2 separate regions of the Anas platyrhynchos genome follow, and region 2 is linked to region 1. A link is a contact called in public Hi-C data. All regions are on one chromosome and are shown on one strand. Each heading gives the region's core, a stretch centred on a gene start, on an enhancer-like site or on the middle of the called end of the contact. The rest is flanking DNA. Distances are from core to core; before and after follow the strand shown.

Region 1 (6,838 bases), core at 2,325-4,824:
TTAAATATTTCTGATATTATAATGCACTCTCTGTGTGTTTTTTTTTTCCCTCTCCAGAAAACCTCTCCCGATATCTGCAGTTCCTAATCATTTATTCTATAAATACAGCTTAGTTGACTAAGGCTGAAATGTGCTAAGATGCAGTAACGTTTCAAATTCATACATGAAACAATTTGGAAGCTTCCCCCAGGCATTGGCGGCTGCGGCTCCCGCTGCTCTGCTACCCACAATCCCCCCATTTACCTGCTCGCTGGGCTGCCTCAGCCCTGGTCAGGAAGTGGTAAAGCTGATCCAGCTTATCAGGCTGCTCCTCCAGGGACTTCTGCTGCCATATGGCTGACCCAGGCCCTGCAGCCTCCCTCAAGGCATTCCACTTCTGTATCAGAGTGAAGAGCTCGGAGAAGGACTTGTGATAACCCTGTCGCAGCATGTCTATGCAGATGTTCTCCTTGTATGAATTCCTGTTACTGGGAATAAGAAAGACGGATTTTAAGCCTTTAAACCTGCATTCTGTTCTCCACCTTACCAAATAATTACAGATACTAAAACAGCTTTCAAGATGAGACCTCTGCAGTTCACCAGCTGGGAAGGGGTATATTTTTCCCTTCGCAGAAATCATTCTACCAAAATACAATTACAAATATCCTACCCTAGGGAAGTAAACATGGGAATAGTGAATAAATACCCAAATATATATCGCAAACATGTTCAGAATATACTGATATTTTAGCTGGTACTGTTAAAAAAAAAAAAAAAAGGTTGACTGATGGGAAAAAAGATATGTTTACATCAGTTTATGAAAACACAAACTCTTAGTTTGCTTTAAAACACTGCAGAGAGGAAAAGATGAAACATCCTACATGTCAAAACAATGTATACATTCAATAGTTTTGCTGTAGGATACAGTGGCTTGGTTTAATATGTCAAACAAATCTTGTGTCAGAAACACAATTGTTAAATATTATTTTGCTTCTCTTTAGCATATAACTTCAGCTGGGACTGGTTCACATCCTAATTTTAAAATCAAGCGATGCAATGACGAATTTACATCAAAATTATCCAATTCATGAAGTCTGAAAAGATATACTAGTCCAAAAGCTGTATAATCAAATATTCTCAAAAGCTAATATATCTTTTTAGATATTATTTATGGAAATAATCAAAATATTTCTTTTATGCAGCATGAAATGATTATTGTGTCCCAACCTGGAGAAAGCTATGAGTTCAATGGGACTACCTGAAACACTGAAGCGTAAATGTAAATGTTTGCAGGAGCAGCTATCTAGTTTGGGAAAACAAACCCTCATCCCAGTAAAAAGACAAGGACCTAAATGTGGTAATTTTAATTTGTATATTCCACTTAAGTTTTCTATTTGTTTTTAAGACTGTCTTTTAAGATGAGAATCTATTTAACTACTATTTCTGAGAGGCATTAAAATAAATATGGAATTGTGAAAACTGAGATTTGCAGTGTATGCAAGAAATTCAGATGACCTCATGCTGAACAATAGCCCAATTAGAATAGTATTTCTAGCCTAAGAAGAACTACTGCAGTTCTTTAACAATCCTAATTAGACTTGAGATTATGTAAAAAAAAGTCTTAGCTAGATGTCAGTCAAGTAAATGGTAATCTGAGGTGCAAGAACTAAATAATCTGCATTATTTCAAGTTTAATATCATTATTTAAAAAAAGCTATTAATTACTCCATAAACTCACATTAATCCTTCATTTGTATTTCTTACATTTTAGTTGCAGAACTGAACACAAAAAATATTACACAATTCTAAAAGGTACATGATATGACAGACTAAAATACTGAATGTATTTTTTAATGTATATGTATTTCAATATGGAAAAATGCAGTGTTTACGTATACAAGAGAAAAAACATAACTATTCTGTACCAGAAAAACATTTGCAAAATTTATCTTAGAAAAGTAAATGAGAAGTATCTTTAATCATTTACACTATATTTGGCACATACCAGGTTCTCAGTATACAGCTTCAAAATACCACACAGATATTATATTAATAAGGTACAATATATTATCTACTCTGTATATGGAATGCTTTTTTCTTTTTAAAATGTGTGGTTTTTTTTTGTTGTTTTTTTTTAACAACAAAAAAAATATATATGTAAAAAATTCCCAGCATCTTTGAAAGGCCTAGGACTGAATCCTACAGTAATATCACCCAAAGCATTGGAAAAAAATCTAAATAGCAGACGTACATACATGCATCTTTATTTATCTATATGTGGTCTGTACGTTAGTATATGTGTGTATGCATTATATGATCAGATGTGTTAGAAGCAAAGAAGAAAGTAATTAGCTGCTAAAACATCTTAATAGTAACTGAACAAAACATCATTCAGTTCATTTTTAACACTCAATACACAGTACCAGTATTTGTATAAATAGAAAAACTGTGTCTGTGTAAGATGTTACTTGTTGTGTATTAACGCACTTGATGTCAAAGCACATTTTCTGCACAAGACAGCATTATTAATGAACCAACACAGGAAAACAAAAAATGCAGGAAAACTTCTGTTTAAAAATTAGTTTCACCATTCTTTTTTAACAAAAGGCCATGCAACTTAATATATAAATTGAAATAATGCTGAAGTTACCAAATGTACAGAGCACATTTCTTCTTTGCCAAAGATAACTGTGTTGATAACTCTTAAGCAATGAAACTATCTTGTGTATAGCCACTCAAATTTTAGAGGCATAAAGATAAAAGTTATCTCACAAAGCTATAATTAAAAACAGGCAGTACACAAAGAGACGAACAATACATGTGTTTCTTTAAATTACTACAACACATCAGCCACAAGTGCCTGATCACACGAAAGATACAGAAAGGCCAGAAATGAACGATAGTATGGGGATGAATGTTATTAGTGACACCTAAGAGAGAGCTTAACACTGCAACCGATTTCTGAAATTGGTTCAGTTATCCGAGTGGATCCAGATGGAAATGCCAGGCTTCTTTCTCCAACAAGCAGTCCTTCTGAACAGAGGAGCAGTGTCAGTGACAGAAGAAAACTGAAAAGTTCTTGAAATATCTTTCAGTATCTTGAAATAAATTATAAGTCCTCAATCCTCAAAATCCTTTTTGTACCGCTTTTTATAATATTGTGCAGCATGTAAAATAAGAGATTAAATACAATGCCTCATGTTTTACATTACTGCACATTACTTTATTCCTAACATCAGTATCAAAAATGGATACCTAATTAAATGTATGTGATTTATTTTATAAAATCCAACTGCTAACTTTATGGTTCTAGTACATTAATAAACTAGTTTATGCTGAGCCTTTTGAACCTTACTACCACATGTATTAATTATGATATATTACTAAAACAGCAAGTTTATTTTTCTACATTGCGTCCACGCCGATTTTAGGTTTCCTTTGAACAATTATGTTACTCCGGGAAGCAAAATGAAAAAAGACTGGCCTTTCATTTGGTTGAAGCGGAGCCGTTCAGGAGGTTTAATGGTCTCTGGGGGCATCTACTGGAAAACTGGAAAACTGCAGGCCGGACAAGTTAATCAGGCAGCTGTCAGCGCGGCACGGCGCGGCGCAGAACAAAGGGAAGGCGCAGCACGGAGCCTGTTCGCGGGGCGCAGCCCGAGCAGGGCGCAGGACAAGAGCCCGGCTCCACTGCCTGCGCTGCCTCCCGCTGCTCGCTGCCCCAAAAGCACGGTGCCAGAAACATGCCTGCACTGCGCGCAAGCAAGCAATTAAGCTAATCAGATTATAAGGAGTGCATAGCCGGGTAATGTTACCCGTGTTTCATTTTGAAATTGAACTGTAAGGTGAATATAGACCTGAAGTCCCCTTTCCCCTTTGAACGACCACATGCGCATGTTGGGAGAAAGATTTCAAATGCACCTGTAAAGACATCTTATTAATAACAACAACATCTGTTTTTATGATCAAACAGAAGCAAATAAATCTAAACTAGCAGATTACTTATTTTTAAATCACGAAAGCAACAGATGAAAGCCGATACTTAACGCAAACACAGAGGAACAGCGGATGCTCAGCACTATCTGATTGCACACTCGTCTCCCTCATCCACAATCTCTCTCATCTTTCATCGACATCCCTGTTGATGTTACTAGATATTGGTTCATCCAGGTTGGGTAAAGTAGTGAAACGATGTCACCTTACTGATCTGGTTGGGTATTCTGCCTTTGGCATACACCAGCAAAATTCTGTTTACTTGTGGGGTGGTGTGTGTGTGCGTGTGTGTGCGTGTGTGTGTGTGTGTGTGAATCAGCAACATTTCCGATACTAAATAAATAAGCACTAAAGTTAAAGCTGCCATTTTATTAGGACCATGTTTTAGATGGCACAGGTAGAAGCAGCTATTGAATGTAGATCTGCAAGCTTGAAAAGGCACTGCTACTGTTCACATGGAACGCCCTTTAAACGTACCAGAATATTGCTACAGGTATTTCACTTTACTTACACTACACAACTACTTATATAATTTTCTTTTATTATCATTGCTATTCAAAGCCATCCAGAGCCATGCTGAGAAATCTGGCTTGAGCACAGAAACGTGATTCTGATCTGCATTTACTGGTGCAAAAATCAGAAACACAAATCTTCACTGAGGCTAATGAAATTACATTGCTGTTGCCATCTCAGGGACCTTCCTATGTTACCGTACTGTACTTTTACAAGAGTCTTAAGCAATGTGTGGAGATCAGCAGAGTATCATCCTACTTTCCCTTTAACTTCAAATCCTACACAACAAAGCTATTTGCTTTCTATCCTTTACAGAGAGAAAAGGAAACAGAAATTAAGAGGCCAAGTGACAAGTACTGGTATTAGGAATAATCAAAATAGTCAATATATCATACCAGAATTTCTTATTGTGAGCTTAACTCTCCATATCTCCTGTCTGATGTAGTCAGTTACAGACATGCAAAATAGGTGCAAATGGCTACTAGTTTCAGATGCCAATTTTTTTTTTTTTCATATTAAAGTTTGTATCTTTAAATTCTCTAGGATTTAGTTAGTACTATAGGTTAATGCCAGCTGCTGATTACAATGCAAGCGTACTGTAATTATCTCATTTTGTAAAGCACTAAATGGCATAGATTAAACAACGATAGTATATAAAATTAAAATGTATTAACAATGTAAAATAATTACTATACCAATGATTGTACTATCTAAAAACTGTATTCAGATAGATTTCATCCACTTGGGATTTCCTCTGTAGCTCAAAAGTTAATGACTGATATAAATGCCTTAGATCAGGATGACAAAATTTAGAAAAAATAACCAAGATATTTTTGCTTACCTTTATTTAAGCAAGTACTAGTTATTATACTTATTGTCTATAAAACTACATGAAAAAATAATATAAATCAAGTATGTGAACACTTAGCTACTTTATGCTTAACTTATACACATACACACATAATATAAACAGGGACGTATTAGAATTTCCTCAGTAAAATTTGGAAAGTGTATGCATAAAGTAAAACCAAATATACTACAGAAAGCAAAAAAGATAAGCGTGCCGTAAGTGTTTAATATTTCAGGCTGTTCTGCCTAAGAATCAAACAAAGAGTTATCATTTATTTAGAGCTGGACATCCAAAAAACCTTAGGAATTTTGTAACAGTTGGTGAACCACGTCTGTAGTAAAGTCACTTTTGCAGGGAGAAGTACTCATTTAGATGCTTAGTAAATATGGACGCTGAAAGATTTCACCAGTTCAGCATTCAGTGATGCTATGATCAAGTGTTACAGCGGTATTAAACCATTCACTCACACTGCTAGAAACCACATTGTCATGCATTTACGTTGCAATCCACCAAGGTTAGGTACATACCGAACTTGAAAAGATATCCAAGTAGTCAGAGTATCTGAATTCAGTGGGAAAAAATATAAACATGAACACCTGGGTGAGTCAAGCCCTCAGTGTGCTGGTGTACTTAGCACATTTTCACCACATACTGTTACTGATACAAGGATATTTAACTGCATGAGGGCACAACCCTCTTTAATCCCAGTTTAAAGGCTGCCTGCTTAAATACTTCTCTTTTAATGAAATATTTACTGGGTAGTAATATGTTAAATTGTAGAATATAGCAATCTCATTAAAGAAAGATATGAAAGTACAGTAAATGCTATTAAGTAGTAATAGACAGTAGCTTACACATGAGAATTTTTGATTACTAAAGCTGAGATTAATAGGATATTTTGGGATGGGGTGAAAGATTTTAATTCCAAATTATGAAGATTAAATAGCTAGTATCCTACTATAAAAAAGCAAAAAATCAACCAACCCCCCAAATGTTTTGATAAGTGGTCCCTACTCTAAATAGCAAATAAAAAATATTGCATAACAATTTGTACATATCATCAGAAGTAGGAACATCTCCTTGAAAAATGAATTATGCAAAAATTATTTTTTTAAAAAATAAGGAAAGGATTGTGGAGTTACACATTCAAAACTGTTAATGTAAAGATGAAAATAAAGTGTATCAGAAAATAAATATTATACCCTACATACAAGTACAATAACTTTCAGCACAAGTAATGCAGTATTTTTTCATCTATTGCCTCGCAGTCTGACTATTGTCAAACCACGCTTTAAACTAACTCATGCAATCAAAGGTGGATGCATATCCTGTCAGTAGGATCCCACAAAGAACACACATATTGGACTCGCTTTCTTTTGTTCAAAGCTACACTGCCACTTTAATACTACATAAAATGAAAAATTAATCAATTATAAACATCAAAGGATGACATAGAAGAAGTATTTTAAAATGAATGTGAGTACTGTAATAATTAAGAATCCT
Region 2 (6,838 bases), core at 2,092-4,591, 290 kb before region 1:
CCCTCCATGCCCAAAACAGCAGTCAGCAGGGTGTGTGGCAGGGAGCAGAGTGTGATTCAAGAGCAGTTATTGCTCATTTCATTGTCACTCTTATAGGTCACTGGCTGGCAGAAATCTCTACAGAAATGCATCTAAAAATATTTTGAAAACTTGGCCTCCACTGATGAGAAAATTAAGTGGTGACTCATGCTCCCATCAGCTCCAGACTTGATTACTGCAATTTGATGGACTGAGAAGCCGATATTCCACTGAGACTGCAATTTGCTTAGGGGAGCAGCTGAGAGGCCTCATTGGCACCAATTGCTTCCAACACATCTCTCTTGTCCTTTTAATCACTAGCAAATTTAATTTCACTTCTCACTGAAGATCTCACTCTCCACCTTTCTGGCAAAAGAACAATTTAGAGGATGATTTTGTGACCTCTGCTACAGCTCTACATGCTAGCATGAAGCAGACCTGCCTGTAGCAATGCCTCGCACCTCTATTTCCTGGCGTTTCCTTTTCTACTCCTGCAAATCTACACCCACTGGATAGTACGTGTCCCTACTACTCACGATTACTTACCATCAGGTAGGGTGTTCTCTGCTGAATGAGAATTGTAGAGTAACTGTACATAAAAATTTCAAAAAAATGAATTCGAAATGCCTCCTCAAAAGAGCTCACAGTCTAACGATCGTAAGTGATACGTGGTTCACAAAAGAAAACTGCAAAGAGGAGACAATCTCCCTCTTCAGACATTGTGCCAATCAGATGCCGTACCTTTGGTCTGGGAGACTGGGGCTACCCATGGAAATAGGGACAAAAGAGATTAGGTTTGTTACATGCTGGAAAGAGCAGGCCATCAAATATAAAATATAAAATACTCTTTATTTAACTCTCTTCATAGGCTACATTATCACAGAGCATTGTTAGAACAATGGCAGGGCTTTTCAAACAGCTTCCCTTGGGAGCCTACTCCACAGCTTAACAGCCTTTTCATTGGAGATGTGCAAGTGAAACCAAGGACAGAATTTAGTCTCTTGTCTATTTAACGTGTTTGCAAAGGTCTCTGTGTGCTCTGGCACTTTATAATAATAGTAATATAAACACATTTGGATTATAACAGAATGGTGAAACCGTGATTTAGCCTCTTACTGTGTTGTAATTCCCAAATGCATCAACATCTATTTAAGTGCAAAATAGTCCACAGTTTACAAATACAATGCTGTGATCATCTGCTCTAAAGGTTCTGTATAAGAATACAATTCAATACAAAAGATGATTTGGTGTCTGAAATTTCATTTTTAATGTCAGAATAACAGCAAAAAAAAAAGTCTCTTTCTCCATATGCAAACTGGCAAAAATATATATACCAGGGACTTGGTCCTTTCTAGTATATCTACATATGTAACTGCTCATATTTTATGCACGTATGCACTTACACATAAATAAAAGTGCTTGCAGACAGACAATATTTCATCTTTCCTTCTAACCTCCTGCTATCGAGATATTTTCACAGAAAACCATACACAAATAAAAGTTCCTCTTTCTCTGACTGCTAGAATAACTGAGGGGACTACTTCTGTAAAACCAAACTGCTAGATTACTCTCCTTTTGGTCCATGAACAAGCACAACTGACCAGCTTCTGCTGAGACTGTGGCTTTTCTGTCATATAACCTATTCACACGAGCTAAAGGATATATAAGAAGAATTACAACCAGAAAATAAAGATCTTGCTTTTAAATATGTAAAAAATGATTTATCTTGGACCTATTACTGGGGTCATCATAAGCTTCTCAATTTACTGCACAAAAGGGGAAAATAAAATGTTTGAATAACTCAACACGAGGTGCCAAGATTCCCTGTGAACTCTGAAGTGCTGTTTTATTGTCTCTTTTTTTTTTTTTAGCTCTGATAATGTTAAACAGGATTACAGATATGTAAATTTAAGTATCAATGATCAAGAAAATCCTTATGTTTTATAAACAAAGTCCTCGTTTGTCACCAGTTTTGCCTGATTATGTTCTATACCAGATCTCTGTTAAATTTAAGGCTACAAAAAAAAAAACATGTTTCTAACTCTCTACTGAACAATTGTTGGAACTCAATTAATTAACTTCAAATTGATTATAATTTGCAGTATTCTGAGAACTTTCTTTCCCCAAGTTTAGTTCATAAAATATTCCAGTACAGATCACAGATTTTTTTAAAGGACAAGCAAACAATTTAAAAGCTTACTCACAAAAACAAACAAACAAAAAACAAAACAAAAGGTAAGAGAGGTAAAACGTTGACCTCAATAAGTAATTGTATCTTGTTTTCCTCTTTGCAAAATTAAATTCAAAATCATTCTGTTTATTAAGGACATACCAGCATAGCAAGACAGAAAACAAACATCTTAATAGTCTTTAAACATAACAGAATTGATATGCATAATAAAGTTTCATTAAGTATGGATTTAATACATGTATTTCAGTTTTGCTTCATATTCCCTTTAGATCAACACCTCCAACATTCATACACAACATTTACGTTGCCCCAAGCAAAAATGACTTTGTAAAGGCTTTAACAGAACTCCACCTTAAAACAGTGTGAAATATTCTTAAATGCAGAAAGTATGTAACAAAGAAAGGATGTTTTCAGTGGAATCTAAGCAAGTTGTTGGATGTACTGAAAGTATGAGATTCAGTACACAGAGGTAGCTCAGTAAGGGTAGCTGCAGTGTTCTGACTATTTAGTGCCAACACAACCACACTAAATTACTGTATGCTTGAACTTGTCCTGTATATTAAAAAAAAAAAAAAAAAAAAGTCACTCTTCCTGGGACTGTTGCTTTGCCATTCAAAACCAATTGAAAGAGACATTAATTTCAGTGGGATTAAGTCCTTACAACATTCTGGATGCTCAGGTTTATAGCAAACAAAAAGGAGCTGTCCTGAGTCTGGACTCTGCTGCAAGGAGAGTTTTTAAGCACAGACAAAGGAATTTTTAAGAAAGGGCCCAGGAACATGCATGAACTCTCTCCCTCTCTCCAGTTACCTCCCAGGTTAGCCGGTTGGTGGATCTGACTGCCATCTAGGGACATACTAATCCAAACTGTGAGCTCACTGCCTGCTGTCCTTTACATTACTGGCTAGTGAGAAGAGAACACAGCCCTGGAGGACACTGGGGGTGTCTCTCAGCCCTCCCACATACTCAGTGTGCAGAGTTTGATTCCTCTCCAGGGAATGGCAAGAATTCAGCTTATTACCACATCACGTACCTTTGTTATGTGGTTGTTTTATCAGTGACGACAATTTTGAATAAGGTGACACTGTCGGCTCCTGATAGTTTCTCATACAGATGGCAACAGAGCAGTCTTGCACTGACAGACCATCAGGTAAAGCACTGATGATTGGTACCAGACTGCTTTCCTGTTACTCACAGGAATACCAGACTAGAAAAAACACACTAGGTAAACCAAAGATGATTTGTTTTTCAGTAAGGCAAAAGGATATGAATTTCACATGCCTATTCTCATTAAAAAAAAAAAAAAAAGACCTTTAGCTTCCATAAATGCCTATAGCCTTACCAGAGCTATAATAATTTACATCTGCTAAAGATCGGCTCATTCGCATTTGCTGCAATGTTACCTGTGACACACATGATGTTTCTGCACTTACATTGATCTGTGTTTGACCAATTTCTTTCAGTCCTTTTAACATTTTAATCCACAATTGCCAGCACAGCTTTTGCAGATAGGAACCCTCAGAGTCTAGTGTAGAGCCCTCTTTTGAAATCTTAATCTCTCAGGCAAAATGCAGTGCTGGCTAGGTGCTTAAACACATGCCTGTGTTCCCATCTCTTCAACTCTCCCATTAGAAATAGCATTTTGTATATTTTTTATATAGTTTCACTAAAAAAGGTAATATTTGATTTTCTAAAAAGTTGTGACTGATTGTCAAATTAGCTAAAATAGTGTTCCTGTTACTGTAAGGATCTTTTTAATTGGCAACAGAAAATAATTGTCAACTCTTATCCTCACAAACTATTATTCATTACCAATGCAGCAGTACAGAAAACATAGCTTGGCTTACTACAATAAAGACTTTGCTTCGATATTAACATCCTAAATTCTGTCACTGCAGGTCTCTGTGCATTGCACCAGGGGAAGGAAAACAAAAACAGAAACAACAACAACAAAAATTAAAAAAAAAGAAAGAAAAAACAAAAATGTGTTCTTCAGGGGTAAATTATAAAAGATCTCCTAGCTGCAAACACAAATATTTCACTCATAACCCAAGCACCAGACCATTTCTTTGAAGAAGCTTATGAGGCATTTAAGATATACAATGGCACAATATCATACAATGGAATTGAAAGAATTTTCTTGAGATACCATTAACTTTGAAGGAATGTCTAGACAACTGTGTCAACAAATGCAAATAATTCATGCTTCTCAGCTTCTATCCAATAGATGGCCCCATGCTGAGTATACACAAACTCAGAAGAAAAAGGCATGTCACAGTCATATGACTAGGGAGTGTAACAGAATCACACAGGAATTCAAGTCAATCTTGAAAAAAACCTTCAAGAAAGCTCTTCTCCAGGGTAAGCCAGCAGTGGGATAGGCTTCTGGTCATTTTGGATAGCTTAAAACAGAAACTTACAGCTGGTGCACCCTGGCATCAAAGCAGGGGTAATGGAAGGAACAACTGCTAGTCATGACCTCTTCATTTTACTCTGTTAGAAAAATAAAAACTAAAGGACTCCAAAATACTGTACAACTTCTTGCAGTAACCAACAAAGTGGCTTCTGGAAACAATGCTTTTGCCAAAAATGCATCTGTAAGGCACTTAACAGGTATCGTTTTAATATATATATATATATATAATATATGTATATATAAAAATAAAATATGCACTGAAGCAACATTCACAAATACCCAGTTGTCTCAATTGTCTGTGTGTACAGTATAGTACATATATACATTCACTGTGACACAGGCCATCTCCGTCATTATACCTTCACAGGTACTTTGGGCTGCCTGGTTAACTTCAGTGCCTGTGAACAGGGAAAGAAAAAAAAAAGTCACTTTTTTATATTAAAAGAAGATCAACAGTACAAGACAAGCTTTTTATTGAGGGTTGACAAAATGCTCCATGTACTTCTGGGATGGTAAGTTATCAGCATGCAGGTAATAGGCCACTCTATTTTGATGATCTTTTTATCTCTGATAGCCCATCACAGCCTCCTCATATACAGACAGACATAACAGAGGAACCTTAAGGAATACGGCTACATTGGCAGCGAAGGAAGCTGGATTAGAAAGCAACTGTTGGGACCCCAGTCAAGAAACCACCTGTGGCATGGATACAAGAGCTTCTGAGCTACTCAGGGTAAAGACTGTGATGAGAACTTCTGCAAACACTTTTTTGGTCCTTGGCCTCTTTCCATGTGGCTCAAAGCCTGCTCAGAGCATAGTCACTGTAACAGTGGTGGATGTCATGCACCTTGGATGTTTACACCTTCCTTTCTAAGGATAGGTAAGAGTAAGCCAAGTCCAGAACTGATCTTATGCTAGGTGACTGATGCCTGAGGATCTTGTTTAAAATGTCTGTAGCTTTAGTCTGCTCTTACCAAACATTTTTACAAGGAGAGGAGAAACCCCATGGAGAAACACTGAAGCAATGGCAGGGTCAGCCAATTATGGTAGCTGAACTACTCAGTATGTGACAGAGGTTCAACTCAAATAATAGGTGGTCGTGTTTCCAGTTTGGCAGGAAGCACCCTCTCTAACCTAGGAGGCAAGTGTGACAGGCTGAAATGGGGTTAGGCTTTCAGCTGCTCCTTTATACAGATGTGTGCGCTGTGCAGGATGCCTTCTTTTGGTGTGCTGCTCAACAAAAAATACTTGGTGTTTCTTGTGGCCTGAGAGGGAAAATCATCAAATTTGGAACCTTTGCTTTCCGTGTCCTTTTGGGGGAAGTGCCCTGACAGACGCATTTGCTTGATGGGTAAGACACTTGTTTCTGGAGGATTGTTGGCTAAACAAGCAATTTTCAGTCTGAGAGATAAGTCTGATGGGTCTTCTTGTTGTAGATATTAACCTTTAATATTGTACATTTCAAGCTTGTATGCACTGCTGAAAAAACACTCTAGCACAAATGTAAACCCTTTAAAAAATCTAAACCTTTAAAAATAAATAGGCTATATTCCCCTCAGAAACACCAGCTTTCAGAAACACCAGCATTTAACTATTGTTAAATCTAGCCATTTGAGATTAGTCTTTTGGATATTATTCAGCGAGAGACTTTGGAGAGAGACATCATCCCACATTTTGTTTGGGGAAACAATATTTTAACTTTGTAGTTTGGCAGATTCTGTTGCCATATTTACGAACTAGAAATACCGTACTGCAGATGAACCTCTAAATATTTAAATTCAATTTCATACAACCAGATCACATGTACTATCATAATTAAGTAAGAATGTCACTGCAGTTGAGTACTGTGACTGGATAACCGTCTCCCCCTGCAAGAGAGATGCCAAAATGAAACCAAGGTGTTTATAGAAAATAAACATCAAGGGTGATGATGACATATTTATTTTCAAAGCGGGAGACCATTATCCAGTCACAATATTCACTTCTATTATACTTATTGCAACTGCACCAGCCCCAACCTCATTGATTTTTCTTATGAGAGTAATTAAAATAACATTTGTGAATAATACAGAAGACCAACTGATAAATCTGCTGCAACAGAACAACAATCCCCTGAAGTGGCTCTATGGTAGCATTACAGTCTGATTAACACAGAAGGTTTATTTAAAGCTTAATGAATAAGAAACTAGTGCTGGTGAACTGTAAATCTCTCC

Evidence for each region. A called contact is a pair of places that touch in the nucleus more often than the background predicts.
Region 2: a contact with region 1 is called in a Hi-C map of liver, with 2.6 times the contacts expected there. The contact joins two enhancer-like sites. A contact is called at or near these places in 3 of 8 Hi-C or Micro-C datasets (liver, skeletal muscle and subcutaneous adipose tissue).

Annotation. Positions count from the first base shown.
Region 1 is chr4:37,641,362-37,648,199 of IASCAAS_PekinDuck_T2T, reverse strand. TTC29 (tetratricopeptide repeat domain 29) reads right to left here. Exons shown (of 14, transcript XR_011809078.1): 4 at 244-467. Among named protein-coding and RNA genes, the nearest start is that of TTC29, 18 kb to the right of the region's middle. Within about 2 kb of position 3,574, at least 1 of the 8 cell types and tissues checked has an H3K27ac peak or open chromatin away from gene starts, as enhancers often do.
Region 2 is chr4:37,927,789-37,934,626 of IASCAAS_PekinDuck_T2T, reverse strand. It overlaps SLC10A7 (solute carrier family 10 member 7), which reads right to left. Exons shown (of 11, transcript XM_072037421.1): 11 at 849-5,023. The coding sequence ends at 4,979. Among named protein-coding and RNA genes, the nearest start is that of REELD1, 22 kb to the left of the region's middle. Within about 2 kb of position 3,341, at least 1 of the 8 cell types and tissues checked has an H3K27ac peak or open chromatin away from gene starts, as enhancers often do.